Linked DNA regions of Mus musculus: all the other regions are linked to region 1. The links are chromatin contacts, called in public ChIA-PET, Hi-C, HiChIP or PLAC-seq and promoter capture Hi-C maps. All regions are on one chromosome and are shown on one strand. Each heading gives the region's core, a stretch centred on a gene start, on an enhancer-like site or on the middle of the called end of the contact. The rest is flanking DNA. Distances are from core to core; before and after follow the strand shown. Region 1 holds the start of Ifngr1 (interferon gamma receptor 1). Region 2 overlaps Map3k5 (mitogen-activated protein kinase kinase kinase 5). Region 3 overlaps Gm20139 (predicted gene, 20139). Region 4 overlaps Gm40607 (a long non-coding RNA gene). Region 5 holds the start of Map3k5 (mitogen-activated protein kinase kinase kinase 5). Region 6 has its middle 25 kb from the start of Gm40607. Region 7 has its middle 48 kb from the start of Gm40607.

Evidence for each region. Promoter capture Hi-C pulls out the DNA fragments that hold promoters and counts their contacts. Hi-C and Micro-C count contacts between places; a contact is called where the count stands out from the background. ChIA-PET counts read pairs in DNA pulled down with a chosen protein or histone mark. HiChIP or PLAC-seq counts read pairs in DNA pulled down with a chosen protein or histone mark.
Region 2: a contact with region 1 is called in a promoter capture Hi-C map of liver, with 2.2 times the contacts expected there. The contact joins the enhancer-like site here to the promoter of Ifngr1 in region 1. A contact is called at or near these places in 4 of 39 promoter capture datasets (the 3T3-L1 cell line, hippocampal neurons, liver and 1 more), 1 of 115 datasets of contacts at active chromatin or transcription factors (embryonic stem cells) and 1 of 9 other capture datasets (liver).
Region 3: an H3K27ac HiChIP or PLAC-seq map of embryonic stem cells shows a contact between it and region 1, with 2.7 times the contacts expected there. The contact joins the enhancer-like site here to the promoter of Ifngr1 in region 1. A contact is called at or near these places in 1 of 39 promoter capture datasets (embryonic stem cells), 1 of 484 Hi-C or Micro-C datasets (CD4 T cells), 10 of 115 datasets of contacts at active chromatin or transcription factors (the 230-238 cell line, CD8 T cells, bone marrow-derived macrophages and 5 more) and 1 of 9 other capture datasets (pancreatic islet).
Region 4: a Hi-C map of the HPC-7 cell line shows a contact between it and region 1, with 3 times the contacts expected there. The contact joins the enhancer-like site here to the promoter of Ifngr1 in region 1. A contact is called at or near these places in 11 of 39 promoter capture datasets (the 3T3-L1 cell line, the C10 cell line, the HPC-7 cell line and 6 more), 1 of 15 datasets of contacts at CTCF or cohesin (large pre-B cells), 30 of 484 Hi-C or Micro-C datasets (the 63-12 cell line, the AML12 cell line, B cells and 20 more), 24 of 115 datasets of contacts at active chromatin or transcription factors (the 230-238 cell line, DN3 thymocytes, the SCID.adh cell line and 17 more) and 2 of 9 other capture datasets (adipose tissue and embryonic stem cells).
Region 5: an RNA polymerase II ChIA-PET map of memory CD8 T cells shows a contact between it and region 1, with 139 read pairs. The contact joins the promoter of Map3k5 here to the promoter of Ifngr1 in region 1. A contact is called at or near these places in 3 of 39 promoter capture datasets (cranial neural crest, embryonic stem cells and maxillary cranial neural crest), 2 of 484 Hi-C or Micro-C datasets (cerebellar granule neurons and embryonic stem cells) and 2 of 115 datasets of contacts at active chromatin or transcription factors (memory CD8 T cells and microglia).
Region 6: an H3K27ac HiChIP or PLAC-seq map of double positive thymocytes shows a contact between it and region 1, with 4 times the contacts expected there. The contact joins the enhancer-like site here to the promoter of Ifngr1 in region 1. A contact is called at or near these places in 1 of 39 promoter capture datasets (stem cell-derived epiblast-like cells), 9 of 115 datasets of contacts at active chromatin or transcription factors (the 230-238 cell line, CD8 T cells, acute myeloid leukemia and 5 more) and 1 of 9 other capture datasets (embryonic stem cells).
Region 7: a contact with region 1 is called in a promoter capture Hi-C map of pre-B cells, with 2.5 times the contacts expected there. The contact joins the enhancer-like site here to the promoter of Ifngr1 in region 1. A contact is called at or near these places in 4 of 39 promoter capture datasets (the C10 cell line, liver and pre-B cells), 1 of 484 Hi-C or Micro-C datasets (CD4 T cells), 4 of 115 datasets of contacts at active chromatin or transcription factors (the 230-238 cell line, bone marrow-derived macrophages, large pre-B cells and 1 more) and 1 of 9 other capture datasets (adipose tissue).

What each region holds. Positions count from the first base shown.
Region 1 is chr10:19,590,647-19,593,279 of GRCm38.p6, forward strand. Ifngr1 (interferon gamma receptor 1) reads left to right here and starts at 1,303. Exons shown (of 7, transcript NM_010511.3): 1 at 1,303-1,551. The coding sequence starts at 1,440.
Region 2 is chr10:20,076,080-20,078,712 of GRCm38.p6, forward strand. Map3k5 (mitogen-activated protein kinase kinase kinase 5) reads left to right here. Exons shown (of 30, transcript NM_008580.4): 12 at 403-452. Among named protein-coding and RNA genes, the nearest start is that of Map7, 94 kb to the right of the region's middle. Within about 2 kb of position 1,307, at least 104 of the 459 cell types and tissues checked have an H3K27ac peak or open chromatin away from gene starts, as enhancers often do. A contact at or near this core is called in liver, where this site is marked.
Region 3 is chr10:19,206,961-19,209,593 of GRCm38.p6, forward strand. Gm20139 (predicted gene, 20139) reads left to right here. Exons shown (of 4, transcript NR_038021.1): 4 at 1-987. Among named protein-coding and RNA genes, the nearest start is that of Gm40607, 35 kb to the right of the region's middle. Within about 2 kb of position 1,316, at least 55 of the 459 cell types and tissues checked have an H3K27ac peak or open chromatin away from gene starts, as enhancers often do. A contact at or near this core is called in CD8 T cells, embryonic stem cells, epiblast stem cells and 1 more, where this site is marked.
Region 4 is chr10:19,238,862-19,241,494 of GRCm38.p6, forward strand. The region is part of intron 2 of Gm40607 (a long non-coding RNA gene); the gene reads right to left. Among named protein-coding and RNA genes, the nearest start is that of Gm40607, 3.4 kb to the right of the region's middle. Within about 2 kb of position 1,345, at least 14 of the 459 cell types and tissues checked have an H3K27ac peak or open chromatin away from gene starts, as enhancers often do. A contact at or near this core is called in the 63-12 cell line, the HPC-7 cell line, Th1 cells and 1 more, where this site is marked.
Region 5 is chr10:19,933,179-19,935,811 of GRCm38.p6, forward strand. It overlaps Map3k5 (mitogen-activated protein kinase kinase kinase 5), which reads left to right and starts at 1,348. Exons shown (of 30, transcript NM_008580.4): 1 at 1,348-1,896. The coding sequence starts at 1,428.
Region 6 is chr10:19,267,340-19,269,972 of GRCm38.p6, forward strand. No RefSeq gene overlaps it. Among named protein-coding and RNA genes, the nearest start is that of Gm40607, 25 kb to the left of the region's middle. Within about 2 kb of position 1,297, at least 23 of the 459 cell types and tissues checked have an H3K27ac peak or open chromatin away from gene starts, as enhancers often do. A contact at or near this core is called in CD8 T cells and double positive thymocytes, where this site is marked.
Region 7 is chr10:19,289,948-19,292,580 of GRCm38.p6, forward strand. No RefSeq gene overlaps it. Among named protein-coding and RNA genes, the nearest start is that of Gm40607, 48 kb to the left of the region's middle. Within about 2 kb of position 1,289, at least 14 of the 459 cell types and tissues checked have an H3K27ac peak or open chromatin away from gene starts, as enhancers often do. A contact at or near this core is called in the 230-238 cell line and pre-B cells, where this site is marked.

The DNA of each region.
Region 1 (2,633 bases), core at 53-2,552:
CATTTGCTGTGTACCTTTTTCAGAAATGCAGAAAACTGAAGTCTAACCTGAATCATATGTACTGAATCTGAACCTGCACAAGGTCACCAAGATTTATCCTGACGTCAAAGTCTGAGAAATGCTGGGCTATTAGCATAATTAATTCGTTAATTAATCAAGACAAATAACAAGCCTTAGCTGGTAACTCCAAGTCTGCAGAATGTCTTCATAACATTTTGCTTGGAAGACTCAGAGAATGTCATGCCAGTATCTCTCTCTACGGTATAGAGCTTGCATTCTAGGAAGCAGAGAAAATCAAATCAATATGCATATTGTAGGAGGGGGTGCAAATGTGTTATTAAAAATAAAGTGGAGTAAAGAGAAGGGGAGAGTGGGTTGCATTCAAATTCCTTGCAGACATGGTGATAAAAGAGAGCTGAGGCGAGTGAGGCAGCACAAGAGTGTTGTCTATAGTAAGTGCAAGGTCACTAAAGTGAATTTAGGGGAATGAGAGAGATTTAAACTAACCGGTGCGGTCAGAGAGGCAAGAGGGACGATCTCTTGATGAAAGACTACTTAGTGATCCGCCCTTTGACATTTCATCATTAAAATGGGCATGTGCTTTTTGTGGTGGTAGTTTGTTTTTGCTAAGAATAAAGTGCTAGCCAAGCACATTGGATTTGCGTTGTGGGAGTCTGAACAAACTGTCTTGAAAACCAGAAGTTTAAGTTCCGCGGACAAAACTGGTGGGAACTGGAGAAGGATTTTTGTAACTTCTCTAACACCTCAGGCTCCAACACGCCTCATGCTGAGGGATGAGATAAGCATGGTGTCTGGTTGTGGACTGAGGCAAAAATCTCCAACCCCAGGTTACTACATAACCAGAATGAGGAACTGAGGAAGGTAGTGTCAGGCTGAAGAAGGTAAGGTTCCGGTCAGAGTTTCAAACGTATCCACAGTCCAGGTCCTGAATACAGAGAAGAGCCCACAGTTTCAAACCTCAGGCTAGTCCACCCCTTCTCCAACTTAGTGAAACTTCTCCGCCCACGCAGCGCACTGCCTGGCTCCCCAGTCCAGACCTCGCCTATAACCATGTCCTAGTCCACTTTAGACCCGCCAAGACACGCCTCCTTGTATAGACCCCGCCTCACATCCCACCTCTACTCCCAACCTCCAATCAACTCTAAGAGATTGCGTATTGGTCCCGCCTCTCTGGCTAGACCCCCGCCCTGAGTCCGCCCCTGAAGAGCTGCCTTTTAACCCTTTGCCCCGTGAGGCTCCGCCTCCCACTTAAGCCACGCCCCTCAGTCCCAGGCTGGTCTCTCAAGCTTTGGTTTTGGCCCCACCCAGCTCCCCGGCAGGCCGCTTGCGGACTTGGCGACTAGTCTGCGGCGGACGTGACGCCAAGGCCAGGCCACGGGCAGCGCGGGTCCCCTGTCAGAGGTGTCCCTCGCGCAGGAATGGGCCCGCAGGCGGCAGCTGGCAGGATGATTCTGCTGGTGGTCCTGATGCTGTCTGCGAAGGTCGGGAGTGGAGCTTTGACGAGCACTGAGGATCCTGAGCCTCCCTCGGGTAATCTCTCCGAGCCGCTGCGGGCTGGGGCGGGAGGCCAGGCCGGAGGCGCCGGGCTGGGAAGTCCCTGCGTTCCTGCTGCGCCGCCCTGGGCAAGGCAGCCCCAAGGGGCCCCGGGGGCTCCGCGGTTTACACGCCGCTTTCGCCTCTTCTTTGCCGACACAACACAAATCTGTGGTCTGTTTTACAGTTAGTTTCCACGGCAGCGTTTGGCATTGTGTGTATGACTTACAGACTTTATTTTCAATCTGTAGTCGGAATCCTCTGAAGGAAAAGGGGTGCCAACGGATACTAAGAGATTCTGATTTGTTTGTTAGTCTGGCGTTTAAGTGTTGAGATGCAAGGGTTCTTCTCGTAGCTTAAATCCTCAGAGCCTTTGATTTCAAATGATTATATATTCCCAGGACATATATGCTGGGAATAGTTCCTCTTTATGATTAGAGCTCTAGAGACAGCAATAAAACTTTTCATGCCCTTCCAGTCCCTAATCGTAAGTATCTGAGAAGTTCCCAATCTCCAGCTGCTGGAAGGCATGGGGAGACCTCTTTAACTCTCAGGCGAGTTCCAGCTCTGAACCCCTCCTATGGTTTCCAGGAGCTTCAGTTAGGCGTGCAGATTCCAATCCTGCCTTGACCTGATTTTCACAGTAGCTAGGATGTAACCACCTAGATGTCAGATGAAGGAAATGAGGTGCATGTTCAAACTGAAGTTCCACTGAGCTATAGAGAAAAATGAAATCATAATTGCAGAACAGTGGAATCAGAAAAAGTGTTAGTTGTGTTACACAGCCAGATTAAAAAAGACAATTACCATGTTTTCTTATGATAAATCAACCCCAGAGAAGTGTGTGTAGGAAATCATGAGAGGGGAGGAAGAGATCTTGAGGAAGAAGAGTTTAAAACAAGCAAAAGCAGGGTAATAAAACTCATGGGACATTAATGTAGAAGAGAGGACTCTTGGGGGAGGCAGGTGACCAGAAACAGAGAGCCAGGAGCAACTAAGGAATGAATCAGAAGCAATAATGGTATGTATGCAATATGTATGAAAATGTCTTATTAAAATCTTGTGCTTTCATAATTTAA
Region 2 (2,633 bases), core at 57-2,556, 490 kb after region 1:
GTGAACTCAAACACACAAGTGCAAGGAAGGTAGCAGGCAGCTGGCCCAAAGGAACATGAGCTTATTTGCTGGAGCCACTGAGCTACCGTAGCCTCTCAGCTACCCTGATCACCGGGTTGTTGCTTTGTTTCGTTCTGGTGTTTACTTAAAATTAAAGCACAGCAGTTACAACTAAAATTAAAGTTTAAATTTCATGACAGTAATTCTTGCAGGGTTTTTGAAAGCTGTTGTCTGGAAGTACAGGTGTTATTAAATAAACATCACCCTCGTGGGCTCAGTCAGATAATCGCCTCGTGAGGAGATATACATCAGGAAAACAACTTTGTTTTTAAAAAATAATAATATTAAATGATTTTATGATTTTTTTCCATTCATTGTTCCTCATCTTCTCCTGTGTTTCAGAAAGGTATACACGAGTGGAACTTCGGTGCTTCCTCTGTCAGGGGAGTGAGGTAAGGCTCCCTGGGCCATTTGGTGTACTTAGAAGACACGCTCCTGAGATATTCATAGCATATTTTATTAAATTAAATCATAATTTAAATTTGAAAAACATTTCAAGAACCGTTCTTTGTTATAAAGACTCAGCCTTCAGCCTCTCTCCCTGCTGCGAACGGTGCCTCACCATCATAGATCCTTGAGCTGACCCCATGCTTGTGACTCCGGGGTAAATGTGAACTGTGGCCTGGAGTCAGCATGTGGCTACAAGGGAGCCGTGTAGAGGTCTTCTCCCGCTGGCTGAGCTTTTAGTTAAGGCTGTAAGATGGCTTCCTGACCTTTGTGTTACCAGGATCTGTGGATCCAAGCTCTGCAGGACATCAACCAGGCTACACCCTGAACTCGAATTAATGATGACATACAAATAGGAAATTCATTAAATTTTCCCCCAAGGTTACTGTTGATGCAATTATGTTTGTGAGGTCACAGTGACAAGCCAGTTCAGTTCTAAAACTTTGTCATAATGCCAATGACTCAGAAAAAGAAAAAAAAAGTGCTCTCTCCTGGGGATTAGAAATAAGGTTATGGGTCAGAATCCAATGTCAGCAGTTAAGTGTTTGAAACTTTGTTGTCTAGAAGTCCGGGTCTCTAGACTCATTCAACATTCAGACCAAATTCTGTTTACTACTGTTTGTCCCCACCACCACCACCACCCCCCCCCCACCACCCCCATGGAAATGGGAGACAACAAACAGACTTCTGCAGGCGGGTTGTGCAATATCCTGTTGCTTTTGCAAGGACTGTAGTTGGTTTTGTTAGAGCATGAACTGGTAGAGTAGTGAGTCACAGATAATTTTAGTTTCCCCGGTAGAGCTACCTGTTACCTCATGAGTGATTGAATAGAAGCAAGCGAGATGAAGCGGCTGACTCATGTCTTTCCAATCAATACCTTCTCAAAGCTCTAAAAGCTTAATATTCAACTGCTAAAGCACTCGTCAGCAAGGTGCTCCTGACTTACTGCTGCCTTCTTCAACAGTCCTTCCACTATAGTTGCTCTGCATTTCCATTCCACCTCAACAGAGCTGTTTTACAATGAATTAGCCCTTGTTAATTAGGCCTGGCAGCCCATCCTTACCGTTCTCGTGACTCACGGCGTGTACATAGCATACCTCCTGCCATCTGGTGATTGCTGGTTCTGCTTTGTAACTTCAAAGACTGTCACCTTTACCTGGCTTCCTCCTCTATAAAGAAAGAGTGACAAACCGAGGAACAACCCAACCAGCTCTACAGTTTGCCTGGCATCACCCATGTACCCAGCTCAAGTCAGTGGCATTTATTGAGCACCACCTGTGTACCATATTGAGTCCTATTCTGCTAGAGATTTATAGGTGGCGAAGCTAGCAAGTCCTCTTGAATAATTTGCAGTCAGATGGGAAGGGGAACAACCAGTGATGGTGTGGTGTGAGGTGAGCAATGGCTTACTAGAAATGCATTTAGAGCCGAGAGCACAAAGCCTTTCTTCCTGGAGTAGAGATAGGGTAGCTAGGGTAGGGGAGGGCTCACCTGGCCTGAGATGATGATGACAGTCTTTTTTTAAATCTTGGAAAATAATAAAGTCTAGCCATGGTGACACACACCTGTAATCCTTGTACTCGGGAGGCCGGATCAAGAAAAACCTGAGTTCAGGGTCAGCCTGTGCTTTGTAGTGAGTGTGGGCTCACCCTAAGGCACACAGGAAGGCCATTTCTCAAAAACCAAATGAAGCTGCGTGTCCCCAAATGAAGAAAACCAAAGGTGACTGAATAAGGCTTGATAAGTTACGTTCATGGGCCAAATAGGGACCTTTGCTTGTTTTATCAATAAAGTTTTGTTAGACAACAGCCATGATCTCATTTGTAGCTAAGGCTTCCATGCTCCAATAGCAGAACTGAATGGTTTGGCCTGTAAAACCTAAAATATTTAACTATCAGGCCCATTACAGAAAACATTAGCCAACTTTTGGCATAAACCACCTAGCTTACCAAACTCCAAAGTCTTCATGTTGTTCTGCAGTAAAGCACTTGTTGTGTCCAGTTCAAGCTGGTCCACATTGCTTTGCTCCTTTAAAATCTCTATGGCTGGGCTGGAGAGATGGCTCAGTGGTTAAGAGCACCGACTGTTCTTCCGAAGGTCCTGAGTTCAAATCCCAGCAACCACAT
Region 3 (2,633 bases), core at 66-2,565, 380 kb before region 1:
CCGCAGTGTGAGTGGGCACGTGTCTCTACAGTCTCACCAAGTGTGAGTGGGCACGTGTCTCTACAGTCTCACCAAGTGTGAGTGGGCACGTGTCTCTACAGTCTCACCAAGTGTGAGTGGGCACGTGTCTCTACAGTCTCACCAAGTGTGAGTGGACACGTGTCTCTACAGTCTCACCAAGTGTGAGTGGGCACGTGTCTCTACAGTCTCACCAAGTGTGAGTGGGCACGTGTCTCTACAGTCTCACCAAGTGTGAGTGGGCACGTGTCTCTACAGACTCACCAAGATTGTTATCAAGCTTTTGAATACTTCCCAATCTGAGGATCGAGAAGTGGCTTCTTTATATAGTTTCAATTTTATGGGTGAAATTGTGCATCTTTATCTTAGTTTAAGGACATGGTAATTTACATCTCTTTAGGGGAATGAATTGTGTCTTACGCTATTTAAAAAAATAATTTTAGTCTTTCTTTTTTGTCTGTAATATGTACCTTAAATCATTTCCCTTAGTTTGTTATTTAACTTTTATGATTTTAGCATTAGTTTTTGTAATTAGATTTATTGTGTTTGCTCTTTTGCATTTGAATTTTTTTTTTCTGTTTTGTTTTGTTTTTTTCAAGACAGGGTTTCTCTGTATAGCCCTGGCTGTCCTGGAACTCACTCTGTAGACCAGGCTGGCCTCAAACTCTGAGATCCGCCTGCCTCTACCTCCCAAGTACTGGGATGAAAGGCAAGCACCACCACTGCCTGGCCGCATTTGAATTTTAAATTGAAGTTGAGAGCCTTCAGTCAACAATCAGCTTTTAGAAGATCTCACTCTGAGTTCTTCTGGAATTTGTCAAGTTGATAGAATTCTTATTCCATTTGGAGTTTATCTTTGTAACTCTGACAAGTGGACATAGTTTTATCTTTATTCCAAATATTTTTCTAATTGTACCACTGTGTTTATTGGATAATTTGTTATAATAAAACCTATCATTTTCTATAATGAATACCTGCTTAATAGTAAAAATAAATTAAAATTATTTCCACCCCCCCACACACACATAAAAAATCAAAAAACCCACATTAAAGTCTTTCATCAAAAATCTTGCACCAAAAAGAAATAATGCCACTTACTACAGTTTGATAAGATTAAGTATCATTTATTAAAAGATGAAAATAAAGGAAACTGTTTCTTAATCAGAGAACAAGCTCCATCTGTACCTAAAAGACTCAGGATAAACACGCCCCGCCCCACCCCACCCCCCACCACGCTCTAGACGTTCTATCCGTGAGCTTTGCATTCCTTCTGTTCATGTGCTGATGACGCTTTGTGTTCAAGACAAAGGCTGTGCTGTGGTTGAAGGTCAGGGCTGGGCTGCGATCTCCACCACACTCCACCTCACGTCTCTTCTTTCTCAGTGTTTTCCTAGCATGTGTAGTTTTCCATGCGAACAATAGTGTTCATTTATCGAGTTGAAGCATTTGAAGTGAGCAGGGACTTGTTTTATTGGAATTTCACTAAATCTTCAGACTTAAGTCACTAGATCCCTTGGAACTGGGGTACAGACAGCTGAGCCCGTCAGCGTGGGGGCCAGGAAGACACTTAGGGCCTCTGAAAGAACAGCCCATGCTGTCACTGTTGAGCTCTCTCTCCATCCCCTTGTTTTCTTATTTTTATTCTCAAGTATTTAATCTCTTAATTCCATTGTAAATGAAAGTTTTTAAAAGTATTTTTAAGCTGGTTTTTATCTGTATATATGAAATCCATTGACTCTTTTCACCTGATATTTTAAAACATAATTTTATTGCTTATAATATATAATCCTGATATATTAATTCTTTGAAATTTGCTTAACGCATACAATTTACTCTAACAAACCGAAAAGACTTCCTCATAAAATATATTGCTTTAGTGAGGTGACCTGTAATTACATTATTAATTGTGTGTTGTTTCTAGTAAATGTAACCAGCTATTAAACATAGAATGTTTCTAAAGTTAGTTTAGAATTATCTACCTCAGTGGTATTAACTTTTTATTTCAAGCATGTAATTAAGAAGGCTGACACTCAGGGATGGGTCAGCTCAGGTTCCAGTCAGGCTGCAAGATAGACTCCTCTTTTTTAACAGTAACACTCACTAATTCTCAACAGACACCATCTAAGGGATATCAAACACAGGTGCTTGTTTTCTGAAAAACAAAACAAAACAAAACAGCAGCAATGTTTTCCTCTGTCTTCATAAGTTGCTCTTTCCTTGTTGTGAAAAAAAAATTCTTGAGAAAAGCAACAAGGGAGGAAATTTGTATTTTGACTCCCTTCATATGGTTTCAGTCCTTCAGAGACAGTGTAGAACAGTGTGGTGGGAATGAGTAACAGAGGGTCCTCACACCACTGTGGGACAAGAAGCAAAGGGAATGGGGCTAGAAGCAACGAAGAGAACAGTCTTTCAGAACCTAGTCTTCATGACGTATTTCCGGGACACACTTCTGGAATCTCAAACCCAGACCTCATGAAGTATTTTCAAGATTCAGGTGTCACCTCTAGAGACCATCAGCCAGGAAGCAAGCCTCCATAGCTTGAGCCAGTGGGTCAGAGCATTTCTCCTCTCTTCAGTTCCCTTCAGAGACTCCCATTTACTTCAGCACACCGACC
Region 4 (2,633 bases), core at 95-2,594, 350 kb before region 1:
TCAACATACTTTCATTATCTTAAAATAGCAAGGATTTTTTCTTTTTTTGGTTTGGTTTGGTTTGGTTTTTAATGAAGCTGAACTTCACTGGGAACTATAACACCTAAAATCCGTATTGCAAATGTCTTCTTGGGCAAACTAATTGCTCAGTGGGTAAAGGTGTCCACTAAGCCTGATGACCCAAGTTAGATTTACAGAACCCACATGGGGGTTATGGCTGGGGGAACCATAATACGTGAGGAACAGTATTAAAGGGTTGTGGCAGTAGCAAGGCTGAGAATCAATGAGTTTTGACATTAGGGTTTCCACCTTCAATATCCCTAATGTCAAATATCAGGAGGGAACTGATGCTTGCAAGGTGTTCTCTGACCTACACACACACACACACACACACACACACACACACACACACACACACACATACACACACACACACACACACACACAGACACGCACACGTGCACGCACACATACACACACACACACACACACATACATACACACACACACACACTCAGACACACACACACACACTCAGACATGCACACGTGCACGCACACACACACACTCAGACACGCACACGTGCACGCACACACACACACACACACACACTCAGACACGCACACGTGCACGCACACACACACATACACACACTCAGACATGCACACGTGCACGCACACACACACACTAATTAAAAATAACAACAGTGCGTTTATTTGTAGATAAACATCATAGGCTGTGTCTTCATTCTATTTCTGTTATCCTTGATAAGGAAGGCAGAGCAGGTATCGCTCCAGCCGCAAGCAGATGAAGTACAGCTGAGAGCTGAGAAGGCTCCTGGACCCTGTTCACCTAACTAATGAGCCCAGGCAAGACACCACACCGCTGGTTACAGAGCAAACTGCCCTATCCCCACAAGCTTTCAGGGGAGCTGGAACAAGGAAGAGAACCCCTAAGCCATTCCAGTGACGTTCTTCTCAACAGATTGCATGAATTTACCCACGTAAAAATGACAAAGAGACAAAAATGAGAAGACAGCAGTATTTTGGATTTTAAGAATAACAACAACAACAAAAAATGTTACTTAGTCACACATAGGCAGTGGTGTTGCATATTTTCATGTCATGGTTATTCATATGGAAAGATTTTATTTCCCTGTACACTGTCACTTATTCTTTGCACAGTTTTCTTCATGGTTTTAATTAGTTAGTTAGTTAGTTAGTTAGTTAGTTAGTTAGGTTGGTTTTTTAGTTTAGAGGAGGGGTGTTGGTTGTTTTTTGTTTTTTCTACCCAGCCAAGTTTTAAATCTGCTCAGTGACCAGAAGAGGGCAGTATGAGCTAACAAAACAGAAACCACGCACCGCACCCTCTAAGCCACTCTGCTTGTTCTGTTCAGACTCTGTGTCACTATCAGGTTTGCAATGTTAACTAAAACACTAAAAACTCATTAAAGACAGGAACGGAAAGGGCAGAGGTGGAGGGACGAAGGGAAGGAGATGGCTTTTTAAACCTCCTTATTGGAATAAAATGAGGTGAAATGGCTGTAAGAAAACGTGTTTAAGCACTTGCTGGGTGTGGACTCTGAATTAAGTGCTGCAAAATTGCTTCCTGGAGGGAGAGAGTAAAGAATTCAGACCACTTTCAACTGGACCTGTTCTTTACAGCCTCTGTTTACCTATTTATTTAATAGAGGCTTTGGGTCCGAAGGCCATGCCAGGACCTGCCTGGGCCCCAGACACTCCAGACCCTACATGGGAATGCGCTGGTGACAAGAAGCATAAAGAATAAAAGCTAAGGGTGAAAATGCAGGTGGTGTGTTCGATGCTTGCTTAAAATGCCTACACACACATGGGTAAAACATGTCTACCCTATAGCCTTAAGGACTGGAAGAAAGAAACGTGCCCTTGATGTATTTGTAAGTTATAGAAAATATAGTTAGAGTAGTTTCTAGGTAGCGCCAGAATACAACTTGGCTTAGTCCCCATCTTTACTGTGGCATATTTGATGGGTGACTCTTCATAGTCTGAGGAGAAAACAGGAGCCAAAGAGTCAGTGTGGTAAACTGTCTCAAATGTTCAATAGTATGTAGTTCAATGGTGCATGCATTAGAAGAAAGCACTGCCTCTTGGTGTCTGGGAAGACTGAGGCAGGTTTGAGATGAAACTCAAGGGATTTTGATGGTAGCAATCAGTAGAACAGAAATACAACAAATGAGTGGGAATTTTAGGTAGAGGAAGCCTAGGTAGGCATGTGGGTTGTGTTTAGCATTGTAGAGAACAATCATTTCTAGCGTCTGGATGCCAGGTCCTTCAGGATGGAGCAAGCAGTCTGCAGGAAGGAGAGGCTGGGAGGGGCAAAAGCAAGCTTAAGAGAAAGAGACATCGCCTAGACAGCTTTGAATACACTGCACATTCACTGTGTGGATTTGATGTGGAACCATTTCCATAAAGACTTGAGCCGCCACGTGCTGTGAACCAAGAAAAAGCAGGGCACCTACAGAAAACATGTTTCCATTATATGTACATGTGTTTGTTTCATATGTGCTATGCAGCTGTACAACGATGTAGAGGGATATTGAAGGTGGAAACCCTAATGTCAAAACTCAGTGATTCTCAGCCTTCCTAGTGCCACAA
Region 5 (2,633 bases), core at 98-2,597, 340 kb after region 1:
TTTCCTGACATGACCTACAGCATTCTGGGAGAGTTCTCTGGGAATTTACACATCTGGTTTTGCTTCCCAAAATAAGCGGGAGCTTTTTGATCACACTAAAGCAATCAAGCCTTTTCATTTGTGTATGGTTCAGTTTTAAAAAATGAAATAAGTTAACTTCTCTCTTTCAACTCTGAATGATAATTTTCCCATGCATTTTCTATCTTAGGTATCTGGCATTTTGAGGAAGGGGTGACTTTAAGATGATATATGAGAGTATTAAGTCATTCGGCAATGGAGCCAATCAATTACTCATTAACGATAACAGCGTAAGCAACTGGAAATTTTACAATGAAAAGTACCAGCGGCTGCCACGATAAATTTAGCCGACCACTTCTAAATTTAGCGCCCCTGTCACTTATAAACCACTTTCCATTTGAGGCCTGGGCTGTAGGGCGCTTGTTGGATCCTCCCGCCTCTCGGCACGCGTGTTGCCACGGTGCATCCAGCGCCACGCGCTGCCCACGAGCGGACCAGAACGAGCGAGGCGCGGTGGCTGCGCCCAGCGCTGCAAACGCCTGGCGGGCTGACCGGGACAGTGCGGGTTAGAGACTCTTCTTTTGCGCCGTCCCGCAGCGAGGCGCGCACAGGGTTTCAGCCCTCTTTCCCAGTTCTCTGAGGTCCCGGAGCAGTGGGTTCGGTCCAGGCTGCAGCTTCCCAGCAGCGCCCTCCTCAGGGGCGGGCCCTGGCTCTCTGTGCTGCAACGAGTGGGCGGCCACAGGCGGGTAGCCGAGAGGACGGGCGGCTGCGAGACGGTCGCTGGGACTCGGAGGGCGCGGCGAACCGGTGAAAGAGGAAGGGAAGGAAGGAAGGAGGAGGTGGTGGTGGAGGAGACGGAGTCGGTGCAAGGGAGCTGTTGCGGAGCAGAGAGGCGGATCCTTTCGGGAGCGGCCACGGAGGTTCCGGGACGCGGCTCGGGGTAGCCCGCCCACCGCGCGTAAGGTGTTCTCCAGGTAGCGCCGGCACCCAGAGGGCGCCCTCGCCCGGCCCGCGCTCGGCAGGCGACAGCTCGCGGCTCCCCGAGCGCGGCGCCCTTGAGCCGGGCTGCGCAGGTTGGCCGCCGACTCGTCCGCCCGCCAAGAGGAGGAAGCTCTGTCCCTTCCCGCTCGCCGCGGCCGGCGTCCCCACCCCGTGGACTCTCCACCCTGCAGCGGGCGAGCGGCGTGGCCACGGAGGCGCCGAGGAGGGGCGAGCCGCCGCCGGGCAGCGGCGTGGCCCCGGGGGACAGGGCGCCCGAGCGGAGGCGGCGGCGGGGCGGTGAAGGCGCGGCGCGCGATGGCAGCTGCCTAGCCCGGCGCGCGCGGAGCAGCCCGGAGCTGTGGCTAGCCAGACGGTGCGTCTGGGCTGGGGACTCCGGGGTCGCCGCCGTGGCAGCCCGGCAGGCAGAGATGGGCACCGAAGCCGGCGAGGGCATCACTTTCTCCGTGCCGCCCTTTGCGTCCGTGGGCTTTTGCACCATCCCGGAGGGCGGCAGCTGCCGGAGGGGAGGAGGAGCGGCGACGGCGGCGGAGGGAGAGCCGAGCCTGCAGCCCTTGCTTGTGCCGCCGCCGCCGCCACCGCCGGGCAGTTTCTGGAACGTGGAGAGCGCGGCGGCTCCCGGCACCAGCTGCCCTACCACCGCCCCCGGGAGCAGCGCCACCCGAGGCCGGGGCAACTCTGGCAGCGGGGGCGGCCGGCGTACCACCGTGGCTTATGTGATCAATGAGGCGAGCCAGGGGCAGCTGGTGGTGGCGGAGAGCGAGGCCCTGCAGAGCCTGCGGGAGGCGTGCGAGGCGGTGGGCGCCACCCTGGAGACCCTGCATTTCGGGAAGCTGGACTTCGGGGAAACCGCCGTGCTGGACCGTTTTTACAACGCAGGTGAGTGGCAGCTCGGCTCGTTGCTTTGCCCAGCCGGTTTCTCCTGGCTGTCTTGGTTGGGGGGGGGGGGGGATTTTTGTTTTGTTTTGTTTTTCGTGGGCGGGAAGCAAGCTTCCTATTTACATCACGCCTCACCTTGAGAGCGGCAAGAGTGGTTGCAGGACTATTCAGGCCGGCCGCTCCTAGTTGAGGGTGTGCTGGTGCAAGTGACTGTATTTGTGCGGGAGATCCTCCGCTGATTTATTCATTATCCGGCAGCGAAGACCCTGGGTCCAAGTACAAGGCTCGGAAAAACACTTCCTCCCACCATTGCGAATAATTGCTTCAATCACTTCTCTTCAGTTAGGAGGTGGGTAGGTTTTGCTTTTGCAAACACACACCTGTGGCCCACTGAAGTGATGTTCTGTTCTCTGTGCAGTCTTGGGAGTACAGAAATGCCCTTATGCTAAGCAGCCAGCTGTGTGCAGAGTTTCGTTTGAGTTTTCAAAGCGCGGCCTGACCTTCCCCAACTCATTTCACCTTCGAGTTTTGGTGGCTTCAATTTCCCATTCTCTTACTACTTTGAACGGTCAAATAACTATATGTTGGAGTAAAAGCACCGTGAAACACACCAAATGTGTGTGATCTTTGTTAGAATCTTGCCCAAAGAACCAGTTTTTTTTGTTTTGTTTTTTGTTTGTTTGTTTGTTTTTTTAAAAAATTACCTCAGATACTGTGGTGAGTGGAAGAGTTTATAA
Region 6 (2,633 bases), core at 47-2,546, 320 kb before region 1:
GAGTTTGTAAAGGAGACTTTGCTCCAAAAGGAATTACCACCCCATCTACTAAGGCCACTTATTATAAACACAGCCCTGAGAAGATGGCTGGATAAAGAAAGACCTGTGCCTTGTACATTAGGCAAACCCGAGCATGCCATTCAGGGCCCACCCCAAGGACTTCTGGAAAATAGCTCTTCCAACAATAGCTTTGTGGTATTTGTGAGGGCAAGTTAGATAAGAGAGAGAGAGACAGAGAGAGAGAGAGAGAGAGAGAGAGAGAGAGAGAGAGAGAGAGAGAGAGAGAGCCTAAAATGTCGCTTCTGGTATTCAGAGGATTCAGTTGTCAAAACCAGCTTCATACCTGAGACCGAAATTACAAACAAAGCAGGCAAAAAAGGTTGAGCGCTGCTTCCAGCTTCTATTATATAAGAAAACACCAGAGGAGAGGAAAAGATAAAGTTACCACGAGCCAGTTCACAGTGTGGTGTGTACTCTCATGTCTGCCCTTGAGAAAAAAGGTCCGTGCTAGTTACTTGACAAATCCCACTAAAACTCTTAAGGGTTTATCATACCATAGGAAATTCAGATAGGCTCTCTTAGGAGATTTTAAAGTTTGATCAAAAAAAATTCATTGAAATTGTTTTAATTTTAAAATTAAAAGCAAATACTGAATGTAAGACTTCTAGTCTAAGTACCATAAGATCAATTTGGAGTGAACAACAGAATAATGATGGTGGACTTTCTGGTATCTTATCTTTTTTACTGTTTGAGGGGTCTTTGTGATAATGATTCATACAGGAAGATTCATATCTTACTCATGAGTCATTCATTCGTATGAATAACTCCCTGGCTCACACCTGCACCTACTGAAAAGGAAGGAGAAAGTCCCCTCCCCCATCCCTGTGCCTGTAAACAATCAGGAAGTGGGCTAGGACCTGAAATTCTGCTCAGGAGGACTCCAAACCCAGAGGGCATCTGCAGCGTTGCTAGAGTTGATTGTCGCTTTGGAGAAAGGTTGTGGTTAGTAATGATGGTGGTGGTGCTTGGTGAAGGGGAAGTAACTGGTCTTCCGGGAAGACTTAGCATATTTACAAACAGGGAGAGGGTGGGTGTTTTGTTTTGTTTTGTTTTGTTTTGTTTTGTTTTGTTTTGTTTTGTTTTTCTGATTCTTATAGGTATCATGATTCCTTCTTATTCTCCAAGAAGTGTATTTTATCTTGTCTTGCATCATCTGGTTAGCCACAGACGTCATGAGTTGTTTTCCTCTGGCCCAATCATGTGGCTCAGTATTAGAGGGCTTGCTTGCTAAAGCACCATTCCTAGTTAACGTGAACTGAATCTGTATCTGTTGCTTGTAGTCAATGAACCTGACTAAGAGAGAGCCTCTACACAGTGCCTGAGAACGGTCTCCTTTTAACTCTACCAGTTCTACTTGACTGCGTGAGATCGTAAACGGTATCTACCCAGTCCCAATCTCAGGCCTTCCTTACTTTGAATATTTCATAAATATGTTTTAGAACATTCATATATTAGCATATAGATAGAGAAGCACTCCCACTCTGCTAATGTGTAAAAATGAGCAATGCTTTATATAGAAAGTAATTCATAAGGCTAATATGAGTATTATCCTGCAGAAGATCTCCAAGCTCAAGTTCAAATTGTATGTTTTCATTATTATTTCACACTAATGATACTCTTTGTGGACTATGATGATCACTGTTTTGTTTTGTTTTGTTTTGTTTTGTTTTTTCCCCTCTTAGCGCTGATTCTCTCTAGTCACAACTTAACTTCTTGGTTTGTGCACCTATCTCCTTGGACAGTGACATGGGCATAATCCAAATGTACATGGGATACATGAGAGAACAAATGTAGCTCAGATGTGTGGAGTATAGCAGGAGCTTGTATAAAGACTATTAATTTTGCATGGAGTAGGTTGGGGCATTCAGAATCTATTATAGGAAACAAAAGGCTATAAAAGCCAGTTTCTGTTCAGAGACTATAGTGCTGATATCAATACCCAATATGGACTAAGACAACTAACACTGGGCATGGGGGAGCCATAAGACAGCACAAAATGACAGACATTGGCTGTTTAGGAAACCTAAAAGTAAACAGTAATGCAATCTGTCATGTGACATATCTCTGACAAAATGTCACTTTTGTGTAATTCTGTATAAACATGGCTTTGAGGTAAAAAGGTTGGGCCCTTCATATCTGTCAGCCTTTGTTGTCCCTACCTCATTGAGCCAATGTGCCAGTCACTGTGTGTAATCATGCTTACCTATATGAGCCAACTTGTGCTTGGTCTGCTGGCATCTGCCTGCTTAGTGCTGTGTGCTATGAATAATGTATGTCCTAACTGTCTACAATTCCTTAGATCCCCTTCAGCCTCCGTTCATCCCTCCCACAACCCTTCTTCATTGTTGGTTTTGAAGGTTGGACCTCACACTGCTCCATAGTTGAAGTACACATTGGAGTTGGGGTAGGGCAGGGTTCTAGTAGCATGAGATAGATTTGTTGAAGAAAAAAGAACTTGTAAAAGAACAAATTAAAACATGTGACATATAGATGCCAACAGGGTGGGGGAGCATGGGAATAAATATACACAATGATAAGAATCTGTATTTCATTATAAGACGTTTGAAAGGAGT
Region 7 (2,633 bases), core at 39-2,538, 300 kb before region 1:
CTGGTTAGCTGGGGCTGAAGAATCAGCTGTGATTAACAAGATACCAGAACTACTAAAGTGAAACCTTTGCATTACTGGGACTATTGATGCTGGTTAGCTGGAGCTAAGAAATTAGCGGTGATTAAGAAGAGACCAGCATCATTGAGGTGACATCTTCTGGGAAGTGTTTTCTGAAAGCACAAAGAGGCTGTGTTCCAGAGTTAGCCAAAGTCGTACCTCATGCTGCAGCAGGACTTGGTAATGTGTAAGAGTCACCCAGGTGGTACTGGTTTTGAAGGCATGAAGGGGTCATGCAGAGCAGCTCAGGCTCGGCACTGTGAGAGGCCATGGAAGGCCATTGGTGAAGGTGCAGCCTCAGTTGCAATTGATGGCCCAGGACTGAAGGGGTCATGCAGTGGTTAGGAGATTCAAGTATCATGAGATGACCACCAAGAACAGCAGAAGCAGTGGAGTACAGGCAGCTGGAGCCTAGAAGACAAGGTGTGTGCTACAAAGGACAGGGCTGGAGAAGTGACCCAAGCCCTTGGAGGAGTCCAGAAGATCGTGAGTGGATCCCAGACATTGGACAGTTTGAGTTTGATTTCACTTTTGATTGTGACTGTGCCCTGATGTTTTTCCCTCTTGAAGGAAGTATTTGAGTGGAGCCTGCAGTTGAGAGACTTTTAATTGTAAAAAGACTTTGGATTTTAAAAGATAATGGATATTCTAAAAGCATTGAGCTTTTAATAAGTAAAGACTGTGGTACTTTTAAAGTTATTTAAGATCTTGGGGATGAATAAGAACTAAGGGTTGAGGCTTACTAGTGATGTATTTGTGTGTCAAGTTGACAAGGGGTCAATTGTACTGGCTAGTTTTGTGTCAACTTGACACAGCTGGAGTTATCACAGAGAAAGGAGCTTCAGTTGGAGAGATGCCTCCATGAGATCCAACTGTAAGGCATTTTCTCAATTAGTGAGCAAGGGGGAAAGGCCCCTTGTGGGTGGGACCATCTCTGGGCTGGTAGTCTTGGTTCTATAAGAGAGTAGGCTGAGCAAGCCAGGAGAAGCAAGCCAGTAAGGAACATCCCTCCATGGCCTCTGCATCAGCTCCTGCTTCCTCACCTGCTTGAGTTCCAGTCCTGACTTCCTTGGTGATGAACAGCAGTATGGAAGTGTAAGCCGAATAAACCCTTTCCTCCCCATCTTGCTTCTTGGTCATGCTGTTTGTGCAGGAATAGAAACCCTGACTATGACAGCACATCAGCATCTGGCATTCTCAGTTTCTCCACTTCCTACTTGCGGCTTCTGTCCCCTGAGGCAGCGTCAGATTGACTAAGTGTTCCTTGTTCCACCTTGCCCCTTCTTTCTTAGGCTCCTATTAAAATACTTTTTTTTTCTTTTTCTTTTTTTTTATTTATCCACAGGTGCTGACTTCATTGTCTTACCAAACTCACAACTGGGTTAGAGGCTTGTTAGAGCTGTGTGCTGGTCCTGTGTACATGACCAGCTCTCACCACCCGCAGGCCTGGCTTGCCTTTTGAGTAAGCCTTCTATTTTCCTTTCCAGTGCTGGGGAGAGTTTGGCTGGAGCTGCTGCGTTTGGTCTCTTTGTTTCATTGTTATGTTCTATTTCTCCACCTTCAGCTATCCTACCCGCGCTGTTTGTGAGTTAAGAAGCTTTCCCTCTTTTTCTGTCTCTGCGGAGTCTGTTCTGTGTCACCTGCACTCCTCTTCTTCATTGCATCACACAGAGACAGTGTCTAACCCACCCTCTCACACAAGAAAATAGGAAGTGGTTTTTATTAACTTCCAAAGTAGATATGAAACTATCAATTAAACGATGGTTTATTGTGGAACTAAGTGATGGGGTAAAAGTAAGTCAACAAGCCAGAGAGGTTGTTCTATGTTGGGTTTTTTGTTTTGCTTTTTGCATTTTTTAAAAATCTGAATATGGTGATATTCAGGAGTGGGCCTGAGTCCCTTGCAAAATGCATGTTTTCCCAACTTCCACTTTAGGGAAGAGTAGAACTTAGCTGAAAATTAGTGGTGGCTGGGACATGCCATACTACACAGAGAAGCACCCAGTGCAAGCCTCTAGGCTGTTTCCCTGGAGAAAGATGATTAGGGTCATTTTAACCTATTCGTACCATTATGTAAAGAGACAGTTCTGCCTACATTAAAACTATAAAATGCATTTTGGGAGTTGTTATTGTGAAACACCATAGTAGAAGAATTGATTCTAAAGGTATGCTATTTGACAACTTTGTACAAATTTTAACCGAATATTATAAAGTTACATTATATTTATTAGTTAAAAAGAAAATCTGGTGTTTAAATATTCCCTTTAAAATAGCTATCAGCTTTCTAGACAATTAGCTGCCTAACAGCTGTTTCCAAAAATACACTAACAGGAAGTAATAGTTCCATGGAATTAAGGACTTAGCAACTGCTTCTAATGATCCTGTTACACCCAAGGAGCAAGGAGAGTGTTGAGAACACTTAAATTAGGGGAAAATGGGCATCATTTTAAAAGTTCAAAGCTCTGATCAGTCTTGAAAACATGGATAAGAACTGATTAAGAGACTTAGGACAGAAAAAGATGTCTGAAATGATTAAGACTTCAGTTAACTTTGGAGATGTTTTGTCTCTTTAACTT